Regions from separate parts of the Mus musculus genome. Here region 1 is linked to region 2. A link is a contact called in public HiChIP or PLAC-seq data. All regions are on one chromosome and are shown on one strand. The core of a region is the stretch at or near the end of the contact, and the rest is flanking DNA. Distances in the headings are between cores, read along the strand shown. Region 1 overlaps Gm38956 (a long non-coding RNA gene). Region 2 has its middle 22 kb from the start of Tob1.

Region 1 (6,593 bases), core at 716-3,215, 85 kb before region 2:
AAGGAGTCTATGGTCCATCCAGACCTCAGACTGATTGACCCTCAGCGTCTTCTGACCCCAGAACCTTGTCTCAGCCTCTTGAGGAGGAAATGGAGGACTGGGCTATCTCGGTCCCTCTCTTTCCAGACAAACCATATAGTCCACCATGTCCAGTTTATGTGGAGATACGTGTAGGGTGTTCTGGGAATGTTGGTATCTCTGTCCCCTAACTTCTGTGGCACCCAGATGCTGAAGCTGGGGTGAGGCAGGAGAATGCCTCCCATGGTTGGGGTTTTGCTGAGGCAAGGCTCTGAACTCCAATGTTCAGCAGTCAAGCTCCCACAGCACAGCCTTGATAAACTAAGGCATTATGATACATCACAGGCTAGGATGATACACCAAGAAAGAAGCCTGGCTGACAATTCCAACACTAGCCTGTCACACCTTTTACCCTGTTTTTTGGTACTCTGGTACAGGCTGACTCATCTTCTCCAGGACCGCAGGGTTTGTTTGTGCTCCTGGTAACTTGAAGGGTGGAGACAGGGCTCTTGGATGTGGTTTCTAAGAGGTGAGGTGGGGTAGAAGGTAGACAAAGACGAGCTACTGGTTGTACACAGCAGAAAACCAGGCTGGCTAATTCTGCCCAGTGAGAATTTTCTGGAAGGGTGACTGAGCAGTCCACAGAATCACCAGGTAAACTAAGAAGACCCATCTCTTAAATTGTCCAGGAACCCATAAGACTGCAGTAGAACCACAGGAAAGGACTCTAGAGGACCGTCCTGCTGCCCCCAGGGTCAAGTTGCCCCTGGATGCTGTTGCTGGGGACATGATGAATGGCATCTCTGATGGCCCTGGCTTCTCAGGGGGCCCAGGTTCAGTGCCCACGAACTCTGTAGGGATGTTGTGAGGGATCTTTGGCCTGTAGGGGGTTCCCATTCTGGATTAGCCCCACCTCCACCATGGTGTGTAGCTGCTAAGCAACCAAAACCAACAAACACCAACCTCTGTAATTTCCCTGAATTTGCCATTGCCAAGAGGCAGTCTCCAACCTGCCTCCCGTAGGCAGCTGGCTACTCAGAGTACCGCTTGCAGATGTGGGTCAGAGACCTCACGAAGCTCGGTGAAGCCGCCCAGACAAGTTGAGTGCTTCTAGAGAATTCCTACGCCAGCCTTCTCTCCATGGCTAGGGCCATTGAACTCTGTCTCAGGCATGGTTTAAATCTTTATGTAGATTACATTGGGTCTTATATCTGTTTTGTTTTGTTTGTTTGTTTATATGTGTGTACGTGTGCGCGTGCACACAAATGCCAATGCTGACACACATGTACAGCCCAGAGGAATACACCAGTGGCTTGTTTGATTGCTCTCTTCTTATTTCTGGGAATCTACCTGTCCCCACCATTAGAGCACAGCCATGCCCAGCCGGGGGGCCTGGGGATCCAGGCTCAGGTCCTTGTACTCTCATCTCTCTGGCCCCTGAGAATTAATTTTAAAGTTTGACAGCAATGACTAGGATTAGACAGGTAAGCTGTAACAGGAAATAAGAAGTATTGAATGTCTTGGGAGAGAAAGGGGGAATGCGATTGAAGGACCTGAATGGGGAGCTATGTGACCGGCGGGTAGAATCCTCTGAGTGACTCAGAACTCCTGTCCCTGACTCAGCCCACCTTAGGAGCAATGACCTCACACTGCAATCTGTGTCCTCTTCCTGTCCCACTTCACTGATCTCCCCATTTCCTCGGCCCCTCAGTTAGTGTGTCCTTGGGGCTCAAGGCAATATGAAGTCTCATGCTACACTGCTCAGTCTTGCCTACACAGCCTAGCTCCCAGGTCTCCTGGATCTGGAGCCTGCAGACTCAACTTGGCTACCTTTCCCTGGGCCACAGTCATGCTGGTCCTTGCCCCCACCCCCAACCCCCACCCCACACACACCTGCCGGTGAGGCCTGTGCACTGGCTGGTCCACACTGTGAATGGACTTCTGCATCCCCGCTGCAGGCATGCCCAGGCATGTTCTTGCGGTGAGGCAGAGAGCTGATAAGGCCTCAGCTTATCTCCCTGAACTCTGTGAATGTTTCCCTGGCCAAAGAAAACCCATGGCTGAGGCCAGAGTCCATATTGGGAGACAGCAGAAATTGGTGGTATACTCTGAGACAGGGGGATTGGAGAACGTGAGACCTGCCATGAAGGCCCGTGCTCCGAGTCCTTTGTGCCCAGTAGATCTGCCTCTGCCAGTGTCTCTGTCTGTTGGATGCCCTCTCATTTTTGCCCTGTTAAGCGTGTATGCCAGGCTTGCCTTGTGCCAGGCCCAGTTCTAGTCCCTGGAGTATGCCAGCACACAGTAGGATTTGTGCGTGCAGCACTTACAATTTAGAGATAATGACACCTCATAAACAGGAAAACCAACACTGGGCAGGGCTACCAAAAAAAATGATCCGAAGAAGGTGCTGTTCCTTCTTCGATGAGGTAGGCAGGAAAGGGCTTGCTGGCGTGTTTGAACTGAGAGCTCATGAAAAAGAGGGAGCCAAGCCCACCGGTGGGAAAGAAAGTTCCAGGTCAGGACAGTGCAAAGAACCAAAGTCTTGGAACAGTAGCCTGTGTATGCGAAACACATGGCTACATGGCTAGACCAGAGTCAATGAGAGATAGACAGTGTGCATGTTCGCATGCATATTGTAGCATCTGGTGAGGACTCTGGACTCTATTCCACGTGTAAGAATAGTTGTCTGAAGCAGTCGATAGGGCAGGGAGAAGCAACCTGAGTTTGTCAGGAGGTTCCTGTCTGCACAAGAAAAATGGGTCAGGGAGGGGAGAAGGAGAGCAGGGGCCCAGTTAGGAAATGTTGCCACCTCGGAGGTAAAGCTGGTAATAGTGGTGGCCCAGGAGGTAGCCACGCTCAGGAGTCACTTTGACTCTGTGACCCTGGTGTTTGCCAGTGCTGGGGAGGACAGGAGACAGGAAGGGGATGGGACTGATACTTTGAACCTGAACGCGTGGGCAAACAGAGTTGCCACCTGTAGACCTGGTAGGCACTGTTTGAGATCCACCAGTTCTGCCGAGAGGAAGGTACGTCTAGGCCCTAGACACAGAGCCTGGTTTGTGAGCGATCACGGGGCCTGTCGTAGTGATTGGGGGAAAAGGAAGCACAATGCCATCATCTGCCTCACAGGGTCATCTATGTCACTGTGCTCATTCACTCATTCAGTAAGACTTGAGCGAGCTCCAGACGTAATAAGCCAGACACTTGCGCGGGTTCCCTGGGAAGAAGAGAACCCTAACGAGACAGTGTTGCAGGCTGGAAACAGTGTTGCCTTGCTTTCTTGAGACAGTGCCTGGAAACAAAGTAGCTGCATTTTTCTACGTTGTTTCTTGACTTTTTGGTCAGGAGACAGATAACCAGGAAGCTAATGTATGTAAAAGGGGCTACTGTAAGGCCAGTGTGGTGCTATATACCAATCAACCCATTACAGGAAATAGAGGCAGAGAGATCAAGAGTTCAAGATCAGCCTGAACTGTGTAGTAAGACAATACCTTGTCTTAAATAAATATAGAAAAAAATACATCTTATATGAAGGTGGGTGAGTGAAAAGAAGATTGGGCCGAAACAAAGACAGTCTCAAAGACCGAATCCCAGACTCCTCTTAACCCAATTCATTTTCACAAAGTGGCTGCCTCATCTTCAGGAAGATAAGAAAGGCAGAGTGGACCATAGTGACCCTCGGGGGTCTTTCGGAAAGGTTTTTGTCTTGCAAGAACAGTGTCCTGAGACAAGGCTGCCCTTGTGAAAAGAGCCTGGTTGCCAAGCTCTGGGGATTAGGAATCTCAGTGAAACAGAACAGGTGTGTGTGTGTTGGGGGTGGGGGACACGACAGTAGGCCCCTCAGTAAAGCTGCCGACCCACTGCAGGATTCTGAGTGTGTGCAAAGGAGGTGGCTGGCTCTGCACCGTTTGAGGGTTTCTGCTATGTGAAGAATGGTCTTTGTGCTTTCTGGCTCCTCATCCTGCAAGGAATGAGGAGTGGAATCCCAGGTCTCCAAACGCTCATAAAACAGAGTCCCCACCTCAGTCCTGCCACGACACAGATGGGGGACCTCAAGCAATGTGGTTACGTGGACAACAGCACAGTGATGTCATTAGATCGGATTTAGAAGATGCAGCTTCAAACGATTGTGGGGTCGTTGGTGCTTGAGAGGAGGTTAACACGAGAATCTGAGCTGGGCTGAGTCGGTACAGGGTGGAGAGAGAATGATTTGTGAAATGGAAGTGATTCAAGGAGCCTTCATGGAGGAACTGGTGACAGCCAGGGCCGTTTCTGGGCTTTATAGATTGGGCGCTTGACAGAATGAACGGTTCCCTGAATCACAAGCCAGAGAAGGAAAATGAGGCTTGGTGGATGGGATCAAGTTAGACTCCATCCTGCAGTGTGAGAGGTCCGACCCACTGCTTGAGATATAAGGTTTGGGGAACACATAAGACCTAAAGATGCTGAACCATAGGTCACTGGAACCTGGGTGGGGTTGCAACAGAGCATACAGGATGGAAGGTCTGCTATGGGGAAGAACAGGAAGTGGCAGCAAGTGTCCTGGGGACACACAGAGAACGGAGACAGATGGCTGAGTTCCAGCCAATGGAATAAGCATGATAATGTTTCTTCTAGGTCCGGCTCATGAAACTCTACCCCCAGCCCACCAATTCTCTTCCCCAGGGCTCCGAAGATTTCTTCTGTAGTGGACCAAGAAGTCATGTCCTGAAGCTCTGTGAGCCGGGCAACCATCACGACGCGAATGCAACCCAAGGCCAGCGATAAGCTCAACCCACTGCAGGAGTCTGCAAATGAATAAAAATCAGACGTGGTGGGAGAATCCTGTAAGGGTGGCACTCAAGAGATGGAGGCTGCCAGGCCTTTAGGTGGATCTCTGTGAGTTCGAAGTCAGCCTGGTCTACAGAGCGAGTTCCAGGACAGCCAGGGCTACACAGAGGAACCCTGTCTCAAAAAACAAACAAACAAACAAACAAACAAACAAACTCAGCCAACCAACCAACCAAAACAAAACAAAACACAAACACAAAAGAGATGGAGGGAAGAGGATTAGAAGTTTATACGCTTAGCTGTATAGCACGACCTTGTTTTTTTTCTCTCTCTCTCTCTCTCTCTCTCTAGCTCATGCTGGGTTAGTACTCTGTAGCCCAAGGTGGCCTTGAACATGTGACCATCTTCCTCTTTTACCTTCCTGAGAGATGGGACCCATGAACCTTCATGGCTGACTTCCTCTCTCTCTCTCTCTCTCTCTCCCTCCCTCCCTCCCTCTCTCTCTCTCTTTCTTCTTTTAAAATGTGCATCAGTGTTTTTCCTGCTTGTATGTCTCTAAGTGAAGGTGTCAGATCTTGGAGTTATAGACAAGACAGTGGTGAGTTGCCATGTGGTTGCTGGGAATTGAACCTGGGTCCTCTGGAAGAGCAGTCAGTGCTCTCAACCACTGAGCCATCTCTCCAGCCTCTTTCTTTTCTTACAACAGGGTCTAACATACTCGTATTGGATTGAACTCATCATGAGGCTGAGACTGATGTCACTGTGACTGGTCATCATGCCTGGTTTTCTATTCTTGTTTCTTTCAGTCCTTTGAAGTTTTGTTTCTGGACTTCATTCGCAGGCCAGGTATTGACAACAGCTTCTCAGCTTCCCTTATCCACCATTTTAGAACATTACATTTTTACTTATTTTGATTCTGTGAGTAGGGATGGGAAGGGGTGCCTGTGAGGGTTCTCTCCATCCACCGTGTGGGCCTGGGGAGGGGAGGGGTGTGGAACTCAGGCTTCAGATTTGGCAGTGCGTCCCTTTAACTGATGAACCATCTGGCTGGGTCTCCCTTTTCAAAGTGAGAAATAAACTTACATTGTTTCTGGCAATGGAAATTTGGGAACTTCTCTTTTATATACGCTTATGTCACTTTATCTCAGTACCAAAGTTAGCATTGGTTATGTGGGTTCTTTGAGAGCAATGGATTCCTTCTCGGATCTTGATGACTTTAACCAGGAGTGCTAGCTATGGTCAGCCGTTGTAATGGTTCATATAGGAATGACCTTCATAGGCTCAAATATGTGAATGCTTGGTCATTAGGGCATGGCGCTCATTGAGGGAATTAGGAGGTATGGCCATGTTGGAGAGGGTGTGGCGCCAATGGAGGAAGTGTGTCAATGGAGGTGGATTTGGGGTTTCAAATGCTCTCTCTCTTCCTGCAGATCTAGCCATAGAACCCTCAGCTACTTCTCCAGTGCCACGCCTGCCTGCATGCCGTCATGCTTCCCGTCATGATGACAATGGACTAAACCTCTGAACTGTAAACCAGCTGTTGTGGGTCACTTTTGCTACCCCGCCTAAGCTCCGGGAATGGGCTGTGCTACCAGCCCCCACCCAGATTCCCTCAAATCCACAGATTAAAAAAAACACAGACACACATATTGCTCAATCTCAACTTGCCTTTTTGGTACAATTGCTAGGCACTACTCATCTCCCACCTGAAGAAGCATGCCTTATCAATATTCTTAGCTCCATAGCTCTCCACCTGCCCTAACTTTTAGTTGCTCAGTTACATCTAGTTCCTACTAAACACGTCC
Region 2 (6,995 bases), core at 1,641-4,140:
TAGCTAATGCCTGATTTTCCTTGGAACCCGACAGGCAACCCACACCTAGGACCTCATTCCTGCTGGTACCAATTGCTTATTGCATTCTTTCCTGGCCCCACTGGAGCAGCCAGCCTGCCTGTGGCTGAGACTAGGCTCCTCTGGGTCCTGCCTATGAGATTTGAGGAATCTTAAGGCATGCCTGGCTCCTGTCTACAAAGTACACAGAGGCGCCTCATGTGTGTACTCAGTATTGTCTCCAGGGCCCACCTAAACCTGGTACATGAAATCTGAGCAAAGCCGGGCCGTGTTGGTGTATGCCTTTAATCCCAGCACTTGGGAGGCAGAGGCAGGCGGATTTCTGAGTTCGAGGCCAGCCTGGTCTACAGAGTGAGTTCTAGGACAGCCAGGGCTACACAGAGAAACCCTGTCTCGAAAAACCAAAAAAAAAAAAAAAAGAAAGAGAGAGAGAGAGAGAGAGAGAGAAATCCAAGGCAAGCCAGGCCCTGTGCCTTATATCCGTTGTTCCAGCTACTCAAGAGGCTGAGACAGGAGAAGTTCGAGACCAGTTGGGGCTACAGTGTAAGTTCAAAGCCAGCCAGGATGAATTAGCAAAATCTTGTCTTAAAATGAAAAACTGTAGGGGCTGGAGAGATGGCTCAGTGATTAAGAACACTTGCTGCTTTTGCAGAGGACCCAGGTTCAGTTCCCAGCACCCATGTGATGGTTTGTAGCTCTCTATAACTCCAGTTCAGGGAATCTGATGCCTTCTATGACCCTCACAGGCACCAGACATATATATGGTGCATTCACATACATGCAGACAAAACACTCATGCAAATAAAATAAATAAATCTTTACAAATATTATTTTTCTTGATTATTGAGTTTGGAGCCCTTAAATTCTGAGGTGGGGCCAAATGTCCCACTGACCTGCTGTGGTCCAATCACATCTATAAAGACACGGTGAGATTTTTCCAGAACCACACTCTAACTCCTTCCCATGCAGTTGGCTCTTAGATTGTCAATGTGCCTTCTTCCCCACTCTCATCCACCAGGAAGCAGAGTCTCCTGCCTCAAATGCAGGCCACCGACTGTGTCTCCACTTCCCACTGCCCAGTCCTCACCAAGAACTTCCACGCACTGCCCCACTGCCCGGCTGGGCTCCTCCCAACACTGTCAGGCTTTGAATGGCCCATGTGACTCCTGAGAGCTGCTGCTCAGCACTGGTCACCCGCTCGGCTCGGCTCTATCCTCCTCCCATTTCTGTGGGTTCAACCTCCCGCAGGCTTCCAGCTCCAATTTTTCCTGATTAATACCTCACCTGTATGAAATCTTGTTTTTTTTTCTGGGTATTATATTTCTCTAAATATACTAAAAATACTTCTCTGTCTGTCTGTCTGTCTGTCTGTCTGTCTCTGTCTCTCTCGTCTGTCTCTGTCTCTCTTTCTCGCTCTCTCTCAGTTTTCAAGACAGAGTTTCTTTGGGTAGCCCTGACTGTCATTCTGTAGACCAGACTGGTCTTGAACTCACAGAGATCTGCCTGCTTCTGCATGCACCACTATCACCACCTGGGTACTTTTTTTTTTTTTTTTTTTTAAAGACAAGATCTTAATATCTCTTCCACACTATTCTGGAACTTAAAGGTATAGCCCAAGCTAGCCTTGAGCTTGCTATTCCCATACCCCAGTTGCCAAAGTGCTGGGGCTACAGGTGTGTTTACCATGCCTGGTTAAGGCAAACATTGAGTCAAACACTAACAACCGTGGAGCATGTCCCATGTGCCAGTGTTCCGTGCGCTACCCGTAGTAATTGAAAACATGAACTCCAAGGACCAGGAGGTACATACAGCCTTGCCTGGTGTCCCCAAGGAGCTGGCTCCAACCTAGTGCTGCTGCGAGCAAACAAACAAAACCAGAAAAGGATCCAGTGAGGCATGGGCTATACCCATCAGCCTCCCAGGTCCAAATCCAGGCTCTGTAGCTGTATGAGACTCCAGGCAAGCTCTTTAGCTCCCCACTTCACTGTTCTCTGGTCTGAGATTGAGCGGGGGCCAGAGGTGGGGGAGTGAGGGGGTGGGGAGTGGGAGGGGGCAGAGTGTTCATAATAACAGCACATGTCCCTTGCCTAGGTTTATTGCTAATGCTGGAGGTGATACAGATATGCAGTGGTCTTTGAACAGTACCCAGAGCGCACCCTAAGCTCTCAAAATGTCAGCCAGTCCCCAGAGGAGCAGCAGCTGATAGGTTGCCACTGATGAGCGTGAAGGACAGTCTCCAAGAGGTTGAAGGACCACTTGGTTTCACACAGCTTCTGCACTGTGGACCCAGAATGGAAATTCAAAGCCCCTGCTCCAGTCTGGCCATCTCGCCCGTTCCTTTGTTTGTCTGGCTTTGTTTTTCTGTTTCTGTTTCTGTTTTTGTTTTGAGGTAGTGTCTCATTATGTAGCCCTGGCTGTCCTGGAACTTGATTTTCAGACCAGGGTAACCTTGAACTTACCATCCTCCTACTTCATTCGGCCTTCTGAATAGCTGGAATCACAGGCTCACCTGTTTTCCTTATTTCATAAGTGATAGAACTGCAGTTGGATTGGGCACTAGGCCACTCCTATCCAGTCTCATTATTCCCTGCTGTGAGGAGTCCCTCTAGCAAGCAGTACTGTGGGTAGGAGCAGGCCCGGACGGCCTCAGTGACTGGCCACGTCCACTCTGGCCACAGAGCCCTGCAGGACTACAGAGACCTTCACCTCTACACAGTGCCTGCTTATGCAAACCCTGAATGTAAGAAGTGAAGGGAGAGTGTAGCATGCCTGGGAATGATTGATGAGGCTGGCTAGTGTTATCTTCCCTGTGGTACAGGCCCAAAGCTTTATCCGGAAGCAGTGCAGCCCGTGTGGTATCTCGGTGGCTTTGTCGTGGGCGCCAGGGCAGTGAAGGCTGATCAGGGGTAATACAATGCTGGTGACTCACTCCCGGGAGAAGGCTGGGATGGGTCATTAAGCTGTCTTGGAACTTATTTTAGTCTCACACCCCCAGGATGAACGCTCTCAATGTTTATCAGGCCTCTGTCAATAGGACACTGCTCTCCTTCCCCACACCTGGTTACATAGTATCTTTCAGCCATGATACTGAAAAGGCTTCTGAACTGGGCTGTATCCCTCTGCTGGATGCCTGGCTGGCATGTCATCGCCAGCTGTGATGAGAACCACATTGCACATGTATGGATCCTATGACATGAGCCACTTCCTCTCCACCGTCCTCAAAGATCAGAAGTCTCCTTGCTTCAGCTCCTCACCTTCAAATTTGATCTAGAAGTCTGAATTAACCCCTTAATTTCTGAGCTGGTTCTTCTGATTCCAATCTAAATTCCTAGGTGGATTCTTTTATTTAAAACTTCTTTTGTTTAGCTTTCTCTCTCTCTCTCTCTCTCTCTCTCTCTCTCTCTCTCTCTCTCTCTCTCTCTCTCTCTGTCAGGGTCTCTAGCTCAGGCTAGCCTCAATACGTACCTGACAATGATCTTGAATAGCTGTCTCTGCTTCCGGAGTTGTGGTTTACTGGCCTAAGCCTAGAGAGATAGTTACCACTGTGTAAGATTGGCTCATTATAGTAAAGTGGCCTCATGGAGCAGGCCTGGAAATCCTACTACACAGGAGGCTGAGGCAGGAGGATGGCAAGTTCAAGGCCCATCCGGGTTACAGAGTGAGTTCAAGACAGCCTGACCACTCTCTCAAAGTAAAAAAACACAAGAAAATAATTCGGTGTGGCTGGAGAGAACCCAGGTTCAATTCCCAGCATGCACTTGGTGGCTTACAACCATCTGTAACTCTAGTTTCAGGGGAATCCAATGTCCTTTTCTGACCTCCAAGGCACCAGCTATGCATACAGTTCACATATATACATGGAGTTAAACATTCATATGCATAAAATAAGCCAAGAGAAAGAAAGAAAGAAAGAAAAAAAGAAAGAAAGAAAGAAAGAAAGAAAGAAACCAAAACAATAAAACCACCTGAGAATATGGCACAGTGGCAGAGTGATTGCCTACGGTGTGAGAAGCCTGGGTTCCGTTCTCAGCTTTAAAAAACAAACAAACAAACAAACAAACAAACAAAGAAACAAGATGGTAAGTTCTGCCTGGCAGTGGTGGCGCTTGCCTTTAATCCCAGCACCTGAGAGGCAGAGGCAGGCAGATTTCTGAGTTCGAGGCCAGCCTGGTCTACAGAGTGAGTTCCAGGACAGCCAGGGCTACACAGAGAAACCCTCTCTCGAAAAAACAAACAAACAAACAAACAAACAAAAAACAACAAAACAAGACCAAAAAAAGTCCTGTCTTCCACGCCCCTCCACCCCCCATCATGTAATAACATAGAAATTACAACCCCTGATATTGACCTCCCAGCCTACAGAACTGTAGGGAAGACATTTCTTTACACATTATCTAATCTGTGGTCTTGGTTACAGAAGGGCCAACCCAAGATACTCACTTTTCCAGTGTCCCCTGTCACCTCACAAAAGGTATTTACTTTACAGCCTTGTCAGACAATTAGCTTTTTCTAGGATGAGACTACAGTGGGTACCCCAGGATCTTTGCATGCATCCCTCCGCTGACCTGGACCGGGCTCTCCTCGCCCTCCTTTGTCTGCCTTCAAGCCTTCCCCTAAGCGCCCCTCCCAGGAGCTTCTTTAGGCACAGCTTCTCCCTGTCTCATCTTCTTTAAGCATCTCTCCTCTTTGGGGACCTGGCGTGCTGCCTGTAGAACTGGACCCAGTCTTAAAGAAAAAGGGCCAAGAGTTCGGGAAAGCAAGTCTAGCTGCCTGTCTCCTAAACCTGTTGACCTTTCTGTTCTACACAAAAAGGAGACAACCAGATCCTGAGAGTCATCCTCGAATGCCCTCACACACACCACGGCAAGTATACATGGCACACGTGCTTAGGCGCCCACACATTATACACATACACAAGAATAAATAAAAGAAATCTAAAATCTTGTATTGTGGGTCAAGGCAAGGTGGCACAGACCTTTAATCTTAGCACTCTGGGAGAAGAGGCAGGCAGATCTCTAAGTTTGAGGCCAGCCTGGTCTACAGAGAGAGGTCCAGGGCAGCCAGGGCTACACAGAGAGAAAAAAAAAATCTCTTACGGTTTCCCTAGACTATTACTACTTCAAGGCAGTGGTTGTGTTTTTAATTAACTCTGTGTGGAGGGTTTTGTTTCTTTGTTTGTTCTTTTTGAGACAAGGTTTAACTATGTAGCCTTTACTAGCCAGGGACTAACTATATAGATTAGGCTGGCCTCTAACTCTTGCAATGATACACCTGCCTCTGCTTCCTGGGTGCTGGAATTAAAGGTCTGTGTCACCATAGCTTTGGATTTCTCAAGTTTGTATTGTTTCCCCAGCCGTTAACACAATGTTTGGCTCATGATGTTGATTTTTCAAAGAGATTTATTTTTCTTATTTGCAATTACGTGCCTGTGGAGGAGCAGGTCCACGTGAGCTGAGCCCACGGAAGCCAGAAGGGGTGTTGGAGCCTTCGGAGCTGGAGTTTCAGATGATTGTGAACAGCCAGACATGGGTGCTGGGAACCGAACCGCCAGAAAGGTACATGCTCTTAACCAGGGAGTCAGCTCAACAGACATACTCATTTGAGCTCAGCCAATGAGAGTCAGAACTGCTTTCTGTCCTTGCTGATGAGGTGGGCATTTTATTTATTATTATTATTATTATTATTATTATTATTATTATTATTATTTTGGTTTTTTCGAGACAGGGTTTCTCTGTGTAGCCCTGGCTGTCCTGGAACTCACTTTGTAGACCAGGCTGGCCTCGAACTCAGAAATCCGCCTGCCTCTGCCTCCCAAGTGCTGGGATTAAAGGCGTGCGCCACCACCACCCGGCGAGGTGGGCATTTTTATTAGCTCTAAGCACAACATAGGTTTCGGACAACTCAGACACTGATTGTCCTTGTCTGTCATCATAAGTGCTCCCCAGATAAATGATGTCACCTCATTCCAACCTGACAACAGGCACATGAGGCCAGGGTTACTTCCATCTTGTAGATCAACAGGATTGGAAAATTACATCTGGATCTCAAATATTGTAAATAACAGGCCCAGAACTGGAGTGAAGGTCAAAGCCGTGATCTCCAGAGGAGACTGACATTCCAGTGTCTTTAGTTTTTAATTATAACGTTGTTGTTGTTGTTTTCAAGATGGAATCTCTCTGTAGAGCCATGCCTTGCTGAAACTCACTCTGCATACCTGACTAGTCTCAAACTCGAGATTCACCTACCTCTGTCTCCTGAATGCTGGATTAAAGACCATTATTGCCACACCTGGCTCAAGTGTCCTTTGTATTTTAAATTCCTGTCTTTCAGTCTCTGTCTCTGTCTCTGTCTCTGTCTCTGTCTGTCTCTCTGTCTCTCTGTCTCTCTGTCTCTCTGTCTCTCTCTCTCTCTCTCTCTCTCTCTCTCTCTCTCTCTCTCTCTCTGTGCCTCTGTGTGTGTGTGTGTGACAAAGAGGAGGAGGAAGAGAGCCACACCACCATGGCACACATGTGCAGGCAAAGACCAATTTTTCTCTCCTAGGCAGAGTCTCTCTTGTCTGTACCAGTGTGCCCTGTGCCAGACCAGGACTGTCATGTTACAGATGTGTGCACTGCTGCATTCGGCTTTTTACATGGGTCCTGGGGTGAAAATCAGGCACGTACCTTCACCAGCTGAGCATCTCCCTGGCCCCAGCATCTCGGTGTCTTGAAATTAGCTTTTTGGATACACAGAGTTATTTGTACTTAAGGGGTACCCTCAAACTGGCTCCATCATTGTTGGGTTCTCTGTAACTTAGCAGCTGAATAATCTCAGGTTCCCCAATTTCTTTTTTTTAAAAATATTTTATTTATTTATTATATGTAAGTACATTCAGACACTCCAGAAGAGGGCATCAGATTTTGTTACGGATGGTTGTGAGCCACCATGTGGTTGCTGGGATTTGAACTCAGGACCTTTGGAAGAGCAGTTGGCGCTCT

What was found. HiChIP or PLAC-seq counts read pairs in DNA pulled down with a chosen protein or histone mark.
Region 1: a contact with region 2 is called in an H3K27ac HiChIP or PLAC-seq map of extraembryonic endoderm stem cells. The contact joins two enhancer-like sites. A contact is called at or near these places in 4 of 115 datasets of contacts at active chromatin or transcription factors (embryonic stem cells, extraembryonic endoderm stem cells, pancreatic cancer cells and 1 more) and 3 of 9 other capture datasets (adipose tissue, liver and pancreatic islet).

Annotation. Positions count from the first base shown.
Region 1 is chr11:94,269,798-94,276,390 of GRCm38.p6, reverse strand. Gm38956 (a long non-coding RNA gene) reads left to right here. Exons shown (of 3, transcript XR_880146.1): 3 at 4,636-4,952. Gm38953 (a long non-coding RNA gene) reads left to right here and starts at 4,994. Exons shown (of 2, transcript XR_880145.1): 1 at 4,994-5,634; 2 at 6,219-6,435. Within about 2 kb of position 1,965, at least 60 of the 459 cell types and tissues checked have an H3K27ac peak or open chromatin away from gene starts, as enhancers often do. A contact at or near this core is called in extraembryonic endoderm stem cells and pancreatic cancer cells, where this site is marked.
Region 2 is chr11:94,185,611-94,192,605 of GRCm38.p6, reverse strand. No RefSeq gene overlaps it. Among named protein-coding and RNA genes, the nearest start is that of Tob1, 22 kb to the left of the region's middle. Within about 2 kb of position 2,890, at least 54 of the 459 cell types and tissues checked have an H3K27ac peak or open chromatin away from gene starts, as enhancers often do. A contact at or near this core is called in extraembryonic endoderm stem cells and pancreatic cancer cells, where this site is marked.